Linked DNA regions of Mus musculus: region 1 is linked to region 2. A link is a contact called in public HiChIP or PLAC-seq data. All regions are on one chromosome and are shown on one strand. The core of a region is the stretch at or near the end of the contact, and the rest is flanking DNA. Distances in the headings are between cores, read along the strand shown.

Region 1 (4,880 bases), core at 1,860-4,359, 340 kb before region 2:
CTCCTCAACTTACTCCTTCTAGTTAAAAGTTTTGTATTACTTGACAAACACTAGGTTTTATTTCCCTTTCTTTCAGGTCATCCTTCCTGCTTTTTAAATTTGTATTTTCTCCTTACTTATTTTTTGAGACAGGATCTTACTTGAACTCTTCAGCCTCCAGAATGCTGGGATGCTATGCCTGTGGGGGAAAAGAAAACTAAACTAATTTTTGCACACCTTATGTATTTATGTATTATATCACTGTATAATCAAGGGAGCAGACACCAGCCTGGGGCAGCAAATGAACCCCGTTGTCCTACGGAATCCATGGAAAGCCTTAAAGGCTTTGGTGCAAATATCTGCTAGTTCAAGCATATTCCTAGGCTGCGACATTGAATTCTACTCTCCTGGCCAAGCCAAAAAGTCGCACAAATGGAAAACTTTGCCAAGGTAAGAGTGGGATGTGGGTAGGGGTGGGGCGGGCAAAAGTGATGTAGGTCTTGCCCTGATGCCTGTTTGGTTCAAACACAGTAGTGCTAGCTACAGTTCTCCTAAGGTGAAAGCAGGAAAACAGCGGGGACTGTGCCATGCTAACTGGTGACTTTGCTACCACAGATTCAGCGGACCTTCTAACTCACACACAACCCCCTCATGGTTCATTCAACCAAAGTATGATGTCTAGGAAAATACCATTCTGCACCCTCAAGCCAAAAGCAATCTCTTTTACCTTTTTGGTGACTCAAGCAGGCTCGCCTTTTCTAAGCCCAACTCTTACTTTCCCACTTAATTTTGGACCATTTTGAACCAGCAGAGGTGGGACAGGCTCACACCCTTTGTGGTGTCCGGTCATTAAAGTTACTTAATCAGGAATCTACCACTTAAGAAGAGCTCTAACTTCGAGTTTTCTTTCTTGGCCTGAGTTCCTGGGCAGGGCCAACATACTGGCCAGTGAAAGACTGGTAGGTGGATTGTCCCAGAACGCTAGACCTAGGTGGGAAGTGGAGTCTGGACTCCTATCCCTTTAAGGTAGGAACCAGGAGTGCCCTGGTGCCACCGCATCAGAATGCCTTGTGCACAGCAGGCAGCTCTGCTGTCCCACCGCTTGTCTCGCAGGAGTGCATGGCAATTTGGTTCGCACGCAACGAAGTCTAAAGCAGAGCGACTCTGGAGAGTCCTCTAGATTGAGACACAGACAGAAAGGAATCCTCTTTGTTCCAGGGGAGCAGCAACTGCTTGGGGAGTGAAGGGGAATTAAAAAAAAAAAAAAAAAAAAGTTGCGGGCTGAGTTTCTAGTCCGGCCCTGCTGAAGCCTGATCGGATAAAGCTTTGCGTGTGGCTGAGTTCTCGTGTGGCTGAGTTCTCAGGCTCCTTCAGGTCCGAGGCACCGGGCGATTCTTCACCCTTCAAGGAGGGCAGGGACCTTTGAGGAGGTTCGGCGGTGTGGACTTGATCTCTATGTCTCCAAGAAAGCCTGCCCTGAGCCCCAGCCCGAGCCATTGTCTTGTTTAGCTGTTTACAGATGAAGAGGGGCTGAGATCTTGCATACGTCTCAGTTTTCTGGAGGGGAAAAATGTCACATTGAACATTAACTATTTCTTTTTACTACATTTCCCTCAGAATTTGCAAGACAATTGCCCCTTTCTTTCTAGAAGGGCCTAACCCTTACAGCACAAGGGGTCTGAGCGAAGGGTGAGCTCCTGCGATTTCCTCGGACCTCGGAGCTGTGATCTCAGTTGTCGACTGCGTGGATCTCATTTGTGTGGCAGGCTGGAGGTGGCCTCCGTGATGCATAAGTGCTGAAGTCTGAGACCAGACCAAAGGGAGAGCTGAGTTCTCACCCCGACCTTTCCCATTTTCTGGATTTTTTGAGGGTGTATCTTATTTTGCCTGGTAGGTCCGTGAGAGAAGCCGTGGGACGCTTCTTCCTCGGACACCAGCGCTGGGATAGTCTCCAGCACCGTTTTGGAAAGCGAGGGTTTAGCTGTTTGCTCTTAGGGCTCTCAACTAGTCTGCGATGCTCCAAGTCCACAAACAAGCAAAGTCTCTCTGGTCTTGGGGTTCTGGGCCAGCGTTCCTAAGTCATGGGTATTGGAGAGGCCACATCTTGCTTCTTTCCCAGGGATTTTAATCTCCTGGTTCACTAAGATCCAAGATCACTAACCACCTTGAATGTGAAACAAAATCAGGACAAAAGGTACGGATACTGTCATCACTTGGACTGTTTTGAGGTGTGTGGTCTAAGAGCTAGACTCAGCTTCGCCACAGCTCCTCGCACTACTGCCGATGGCCGCAGCCTGGTTCTGCAACAAGGTGAACCAGGCCCTGGGCATGCTGTTCAGCCTGCGACAGGTCAGGAATGCCTGAGAGGCTAAGATGCCCAGATTCAGCTTGGGAAACCACCTCTAGCGGCCAGCATCTAGACTTTGAGGAGTTAGTAAGCAGCTCCTTAGGGTCCACACTCTACTTCCCTCTTCGCTAACCAGGTTCTATTAGTTCACAAGGGTCACAGACTTGACTCTGTGTCCCGGGGCAGGGAGATCATGGCACGTGTGCACCGTGATGCAGGTACAACCCTGGTGTTTGTGCTCTGTTGTCCCCACAGCGCCGGCCTCCTCAGCCTTGGAAATTTTCCGTTTCCAAGACTCAAAGGAAAACCGTAGTGACTGTTCAGAGGTGTGAGCGTTCTCGTGACATCACCTGGCTGATGTAGCAGCAGCGTGTAAAGTTTACTTCCTAAGTTGCCCTCCCCTCTTCCCCCATCATTCCCAGGTAAAGAAACTGATTGCAAAGGGAAGAAAAAGTAGCAAAATCTACCGTAGCAACACAGGAAATTTAACAGTCACAAGACTGCCCCCAAGTGATTGTTTTCGGAATGACATAGGCCGGCTACTTCGGGCTTATCTTTGTAGCTAATGACATCTTAGCTGGACAATCACCGAATCCACACATTTTTATTAATTCCACAAGGAAGGAGCAACGGCTCCAAGAACCCCGCTGTTTGAAGACTCGGATAATTCGTCCAATTTGTCTTTCAGCCTTACTACCGTGAGCCTTTTAAACTGCACTTTCAACATCAAACTCCTCCCCAAGAGGCAGTGTTCCTCCACCCATATACTCTCTCTTTCACCTTCTTCCTGGTTTCCTCTTTTCGAAACAATAGCACGGGCTGCTGGAGTCTGTCTGATGATATAACCCTTAAGGTATTCACAAGCAGACCCGGGGCCAAGTTATCAAAGGCCTGAGCTTTTTCTTCTGCCCCCCCCCCTTAAAGCTGTTTACTATTCAGGAAATTTGGTAATTATTTTTTTCTCTCCAAGTAGTGGCATTGCCCGCTTCCTTTTGATATTAGATCCTCCACGGGCCCCTAGCTTCATGCTGTAGAAAGAGGAGAAAGATGAAGGGACCGGATTCATTTTCCTTTACGTCATCATGTCTGCTAAAGACCAGCTGAGGGCTTCGGAGGCACAGGAAGCCTGGAGCTGGGAGAGCCCTCGGGCTCCCAGGGCAGAGGAGAGTGGCTAGAGAGTGGTGGGCTCAATCATTTTATTATACTACAAGCGCAAGGACTTTGTACCTCCTCCCCCACCAGGGTACCTTCAGTACTTTTATAACAGGATTGAAAAAACACCTCATGAAGGGGAAAGTTAACATTTTTAAAGATGCTTTTGTTAAGGATGCTCCACACAGAAACATATGAGGGTTTGTTTTTGACCTGAGAGAGTGTGGGCTGTGAAGGTTTCTGAATAGTCTTAATCTCCATCACGTTTACTGTGGTTTCCCCGTGACAGATACAGTGTCCTGCTCCTCACAGGTGATACTCATTAATATCTGCTTGTGGAATTTTGGGGAAGAGCAATGCAAGGGAATTCCCAAAGACCTGGGTATTTAATTCAATTCAATTTTTTTTAATCCTTCTAATGTATATACGTTTAAAGACACACACACACACACACACACACACACGAAAGACAGGGTTTCTCTGTGTAGCCTTGGCTGACTGGCCTGGAACTCAGAGATCCTCCTGCCTTTGCCTCCTGAGTGCTGAGATAAAAGGCATGCCCTGGCACCACCACCTGATTCATTTCTTGGGCTATTTCTGTGGTTGTTTTTCAAGAGAAGGCTTCTTTTTCTAGCCCTAGCTGTCCTAGAACTCGGTCTGTAGACCAGGCTGGCCTCAAACTCACAGAAATCCACCTGCCTCTGCCTCCCTAGTGCTGGGATTAAAGGCATGTGCCACCACTGTCCAGCAGAGTGAGTTCTTCAAAGCAGGATTAAGTATGCTGGATAGTGGGATGTTGATTTTCTTTAATGAGGTGAAGTTTTTCTTCCCCCACTAAACTGTAATATAGAGATCAAAGACTCAATGGTCATACTGTCATTATAAACAACATTGTACATATTGGACAATTGGTCACATTGGAAAACCATAAAGATAAGACTCAGCTTAAAGTGGGTCATACTGTTAGATGGTAGGGGCCACACCTTTAATCTCAGCACTCAGGAGGCAGAGGCAGGCAGATCTCAGAGGTCAAAGCTAACCTGGTTTACAGAACAAGCTCCTGGATAGTCAGGGTTACACAGAGAAACCCTGTGTTTCTTCTGACCACAGCCATTCCTTCCTGCTCTGAGTCAAGTATGCCTTGTCTCTATCTTAGGGCCTTTGACTTTGCTGTGCCTCTGGCTGGCTGGGTTTTCTTCCAGATATCACAATGCTCTCTTCTTTGAGCCATTTAGTCTTCCACATACATTTTAAAACATTATTTGCAAGTCTATCTTCATCATTTTTTCCCTTTTTTAAAATCAAAAAGAGATGTTTTCCCCCAATACAGTACATTCTGGTTATGGTTTCCCTTCCAACTTCTCCCAGATCCTTTCCCAGCTCTCCACCCAAATTCACATCA
Region 2 (5,325 bases), core at 2,490-4,989:
TAAGTCAAGCATAACTGAGTCTAAGGTTCACCCTGACTTGCAGGGCCATCTCAAGTGAGATATAACATAGAACCAGAGGAGAAGAATTCAATTGCTCAGGACTCTGGCATTTGATGGAGGCCAACTGCCACCTGCTTTCTGGCTGGATGATGACTACTTAGGATGGCATCTCATTCTTATCACCCAAATTAAGTAGGCACATTCCTCAACAGGTAATAATGGCCACTCAAGAAAGATAAGTACCACCTCCCAGTTGCATCCCGAGTATTCTTAAAATCCTACTGGTGATGCTCAGGAGTACCCAGATGAGTTCAAGACTGGTCTATCTCACTATGAACCAATTCCCTAGAATGCAGAGATGCTGTCAAACTTCTACCTCAACTGGTTCTCTCTGTGACCTAATATCTATCTATTGATATTAACTCCTTTAAGTGAGGGTGCTTATATAAAATGTTCCATCTATGAAGAGAGCTCTTCCTTAGCTCAGTTCAAAGACCCAGTTCAAAAAGGATCTAGGATGCTATCTATATAGCTCAAATTTGAGTCTCCTGTGAGATCTTTCTCTTCTCTACTACTAGCGCTTACGTACATCAGCTCGTTGCTTCTTGTGCTGGTTAGATTTTTTCCAACTGGACACAAGCTAGAGTCATTTTGGAAGAAAGAACTTCAGTTGAGAAAATGTATCCATCATGCTGGTTTCTAGACAAGACTCTGGGCATTTTCTTGATTAATGATTGAGGCAGGAGGGTCTGACATACTGGTAGCAATGTCACCCCAGGACTGGTGGTCCTGTGCTATGTTAAAAAAAAAAATCAGTCTGAACAAGTCACAAGGAACAAGCCAGTAAGCAGCATTCCTTTGTGGCTTCTGCTTCAGTTCTTGCCTCCAGGTTCTTTCCTTAGCTTCCCTCAATAATAGAGGGAATAATAATAATAACTTGGTAAGGTAGAATAAACACTTTCCTCCCCACAGCCAACAGAAAACAAACTAGGACATTTCTCATCATAGTTTGAGAGATGGTGTGAAGAAATGGGACACAAAAGGATTCAAGTAATGTCAGAGGTTAATAAGTATGGCAGTGGTGGTGCATGACTTTAATTTCAGCACTCAGGAGGCAGAGGAAGGTAGGTCTCTGAGTTTGGGGCCAGCCTGTTATAGAGTGAGTTCTAGGACAGTCTCAAATAATTGTCTCGTTTATTATTTGAAACCCTGTCTCAAATAATACATTCACACACACACACACACACACACACACACACACACACACACACACACACGGTAACATAAATTGAAACTAAACCTTCATCTTCCCATGATCTGCTATGTGGAACACAGAGATTTGCTTCAAGATGTAATGGAAAATGTCAATCAAAATACTATATGCTGTCCAAGTGATGTCAGAGTTGACCACAGGTATGCCCCAGGGCTGAATACAAAGGGTTTAACTGCCGCGGAAAAGGAATTTCCAGATTAACTGAAGGCGGTTTTGAAAGCATGTTTGAGATAGCATTGCCATCTAGTGGCCAGAAAACTATCATTTCTACCGACTCCAAACAGAGTAGGGAAAGTTTGGGCAACAGACTTTTAAACTAACACTGCAGATTGTAGAAGAGGATCAGGTCTCGTTCCCATGACCATTATATGACCTTGAAGTTCTACTGTGGCAGTATGTGGCGTCTTCCCATCCTCATGGCCGAAACAACCCACAAGGGCAGTGGCGTCGAACCGGGAGTTCAGATTCCCTGTGAGTACACATGGTGAGTAAACCACACCAGGACCAGGCAGGCAGTAGGCAGAGCAACTTTACTTATGGTGATTCAAAGCTTACAAAAGTTTGGGGGTCTGAGGGCAGGGACATCCAGGATGGGCAAAGGTCATTGGCTGGAGACCTTAGGGTACCTGGAATGCTTCATTAGCCTGGGGAAGCATTTCAGGAAAATCTCAGGTGCTGGGTGAACAGGTTTTGTCAAGAGAAAGGATCTTATAAACTAGTTGAGGTTATGTGACATTTTTCAAGTAGAGGTGAGTGTGTGTGTGTGTGGGGGGCTTAGAATTCCCCAGACAAGGTCAGAGAAGGAGAAACTCTGCTAATGGAGGGAGTCCTCCATTCGTGCTGAGCCCCAGAAGGCCATCCAGTTAATGGTAGACTTCCACCGTAATTAGCAGTTTTCCCACAGCAGTGTTCAGGTCAAGTAGGGTTTAGATCTTAACTGTACTTATTAGTGTTTGTATTCATCATATTTTTTTTCATCACTATGAGAAAGTGTTCCAGAAATGCAACTTAAAGAAGGGAGGGTTTATTCGTGCTCCCTGTTAAAAGGGAGCCGGGAGAGTCCATTATAGCGGTAACAGAGGGTAGGTGATCACATGATATCCATAGTCAGGAAGCAAAATGGTGGCTGCTCCTGCTCCCCAATTTTTCTTTTGTTTTGTTTTGCTTGTTCAGTCTGGTTTTATTCTGTTTTTGCTTTGCTTTGCTTTGCTTTGCTTTGCTTTGCTTTGCTTTGCTTTGCTTTGCTTTGCTTTGCTTTGCTTTGTTTGAACAGGGCTTTATGCTGTAGTTCATGAGGTCCTCAATCTCACTAAGTAGTTCAGGCTAGCCTTGAACTTTTGAAAATTCTGATGCCTTGGCCATTGGAATGCCTAGATTGCAAGCATGAGCCACTATATCAACTTGCTTTCTTTTTTATTAAGTCTGGGGTAACAGCCTGTGGGATGGTGCCCCACAACTTCCTGATGAGATCTGTTCAGCTCACTCAAACTCTAGAAATGCCCATACCCGTACACACTCAGAGGAGCACTGCCTAAGTGACCCCAAATCCCATCAAGCTGACAGTCAAGATTAACCCTCACACTGGTCATGGCTTTGAGCAGGTTAGCTTACCACATTCATTGTTCTGAAAAATGAGGGAAACATCTATCCATGTATCTCATGAGGCAATCAAAATATTTAATGGGATGTTTGTGGTGTATTGTAACCAATTAAAACGTCACATGCTGTTGCAATACAGAAACACCTGATAACAGCTGGTCTCTAAGAAGACAAGGGAGATTTGGGAAATTAATAAATTAGTCAGCTTGAATGAACTCTACAAGACTGTCTTGAGGAAATCAGTTCTCTCTCTCTCTCTTTCTCTCTCTCTCTCTCTCTCTCTCTCTCTCTCACACACACACACACACACACACACACACACATATACACACACACACAGTTCCATTTTGTTCTACAAGCTATCATCCTACTTTACTGAATCATGTTATCGTCAGAGACATTAATGTTTGCCTCCTGCATTAATTTGGTTGTCTAGTTCAGTATGTAGAGCTCCACAGTATTCTTATGCAGCCCTGTCCTGAGTCCCCACTATTTTCCTGCCCATGGCTTGGAAGCTATTATCTGCTCTACCCAGTTACCACACCCCAGGCAAATGTTCCTTTTCCCATTGCAGTATATTTTTTAACTCTCTACCTGAAATCACTTATATCCTACCATTAACCATAACTTCCCTTATGGAAAGTTAATAAGCAACTACTTTATTATTTAGAACTTTACTCTTATAACACAATTTCAGGATTTTCATACCTTGTAAAGATCTAGTTTTGGCAGCAAATATTGCAAAGCCATTCAAGTTTATGTCAAGGTTAACTTTAATCTGAACTGGTTATTTATTACTTCCTTGATAACTTTTTAACCAAAAGGTTAATGTTTATCCTTAAATATATTTTACTTCAGAGCCGAACGGTGGGCCTCTGTAGCAGGCTTTGCATGGCTACCTCTACATACTGCTATTGCTGGCTATTGGAAGACCTTAGTGTCAGGTTTGTCTTGGGGTATTTTCTATATGCTTGGAACTTGAGGAGAAGATGAAATAGTGGGTGAGATTTAGGGGAGTCATAGTGAGAGCTTGGCAAAGAAGGTTACATGGAGATAGGTGGCAGGGGTGGGCACATTTAAGCATTACCCAAGAAAGCTGTAGTATCAAAGAGTCTGCTGGCATAAAAAGTTCAGTCCAGGGAATTTAAACCTGGAGATAGCCGAATGTGTATGCATCCTTAGGGAAAACATTAGTCAAAATATGTTCTTTTAAAAGGTCCCTTCCCTTAAATGTGCTCATTACATGGAACATTGGCCATAAAAAGAATGTTGTGACAGGTCTACTTCTTATAAGTGAAGTAGTTAATATTTTTCAAAAAAGAGAATTTGTATCATTTATTTGGAGATACTCTGTTCTTTGGAAGCAGTTGTGAGTTCCCTTCAGTAGAAGGGCTTCTTGGGGTTGTGATCAGTTCCCACAGAAATCTGGGAAGGACTGAGAAGAAGATGAACCAAGACAGGGTGGTACTGTCATATAGATAGCCAATACTTGAGTGGAATAGATGGACCAGGAAACAGAATGAAAGGAGAAGGACCTTTCATGTTCTTCTACAACCTCCCAGAATGCACATCTCCTAAAGCCTTTACTGGGAACCACTCCGTCATTCTCAGTTTTACAGAATCCTTTAGTTCTTACAAGAACCCTGGGCTCGATAGTGATGTTGTGATTTTATAACTTAGTAGCAACTGGAACTTGTACAAATGATAACTGGGAATCATCTGAGGTCCCCTTTGAGAAGCAATGGGAACCATTTTTTCCATATTTCCAGTAGTTCTCCCTAGGAAAACACTCATGTTTAACTCTAAATTATACCAATAAACTGAGAATGAAATACTGAATCCCGTCTTCCAACTTTTACTGTATTTTAAAAGCTGAGCCTGAAAAACTTGCTTTTCACTTAACCTTCAGTATTTAGGGCAGTGCCTAGATATCATGTTAAAGCTAGTCACTGTTGTAAAATACACCCTAAAACATCAGTGGATTAACATAAAAATGTATATGTACAAATACATATTTGCTCATTTGTTCATATTTGTTTAAAATCATCTGGCCTATAAGGCTGCCCCTTTCCAAGTAGAGATTTGGAAATCCAAGCTGCCTTTATTTCATAGATATGGATTTTGGAAGATGAACTACCATGGCAGAACCACACTCAACCAGTTGGGCAGATTAGCCATATAAACCCATCTGTCTTTAAAAACTGGGAAATGTAAGTACACTGTAGCTGTCTTCAGACACACCAGTAGAGGGTGTCAGATGTCATTACAGATGGTTGTAAGCCACCATGTGGTTGCTGGGATTTGAACTCAGGACCTTCATAAGAACAGTCAGTGCTCTTAACCGCTGAGCCATCTTGCCAGCCCCAAAGGTTCATTTATTATATTTCTATGAGTAAACTGTAGCTGTCTTTGTTGTGAGCCACATGTGGTTGCTGGGAATTGAACTCAGGACC

The links. HiChIP or PLAC-seq counts read pairs in DNA pulled down with a chosen protein or histone mark.
Region 1: a CTCF HiChIP or PLAC-seq map of the NIH/3T3 cell line shows a contact between it and region 2, with 8 read pairs. The contact joins the enhancer-like site here to the promoter of Hao2 in region 2. A contact is called at or near these places in 7 of 39 promoter capture datasets (the 3T3-L1 cell line, cranial neural crest, frontonasal cranial neural crest and 3 more), 1 of 15 datasets of contacts at CTCF or cohesin (the NIH/3T3 cell line), 9 of 484 Hi-C or Micro-C datasets (cerebral cortex, cortical neurons, embryonic limb bud and 5 more), 4 of 115 datasets of contacts at active chromatin or transcription factors (the NIH/3T3 cell line, embryonic limb bud, embryonic stem cells and 1 more) and 1 of 9 other capture datasets (embryonic stem cells).

What each region holds. Positions count from the first base shown.
Region 1 is chr3:99,232,135-99,237,014 of GRCm38.p6, reverse strand. Gm38468 (a long non-coding RNA gene) reads right to left here and starts at 107. Exons shown (of 3, transcript XR_375892.3): 1 at 1-107. Within about 2 kb of position 3,109, at least 31 of the 459 cell types and tissues checked have an H3K27ac peak or open chromatin away from gene starts, as enhancers often do. A contact at or near this core is called in the NIH/3T3 cell line and trophoblast stem cells, where this site is marked.
Region 2 is chr3:98,891,644-98,896,968 of GRCm38.p6, reverse strand. Hao2 (hydroxyacid oxidase 2) reads left to right here and starts at 3,739. Exons shown (of 9, transcript NM_019545.4): 1 at 3,739-3,816.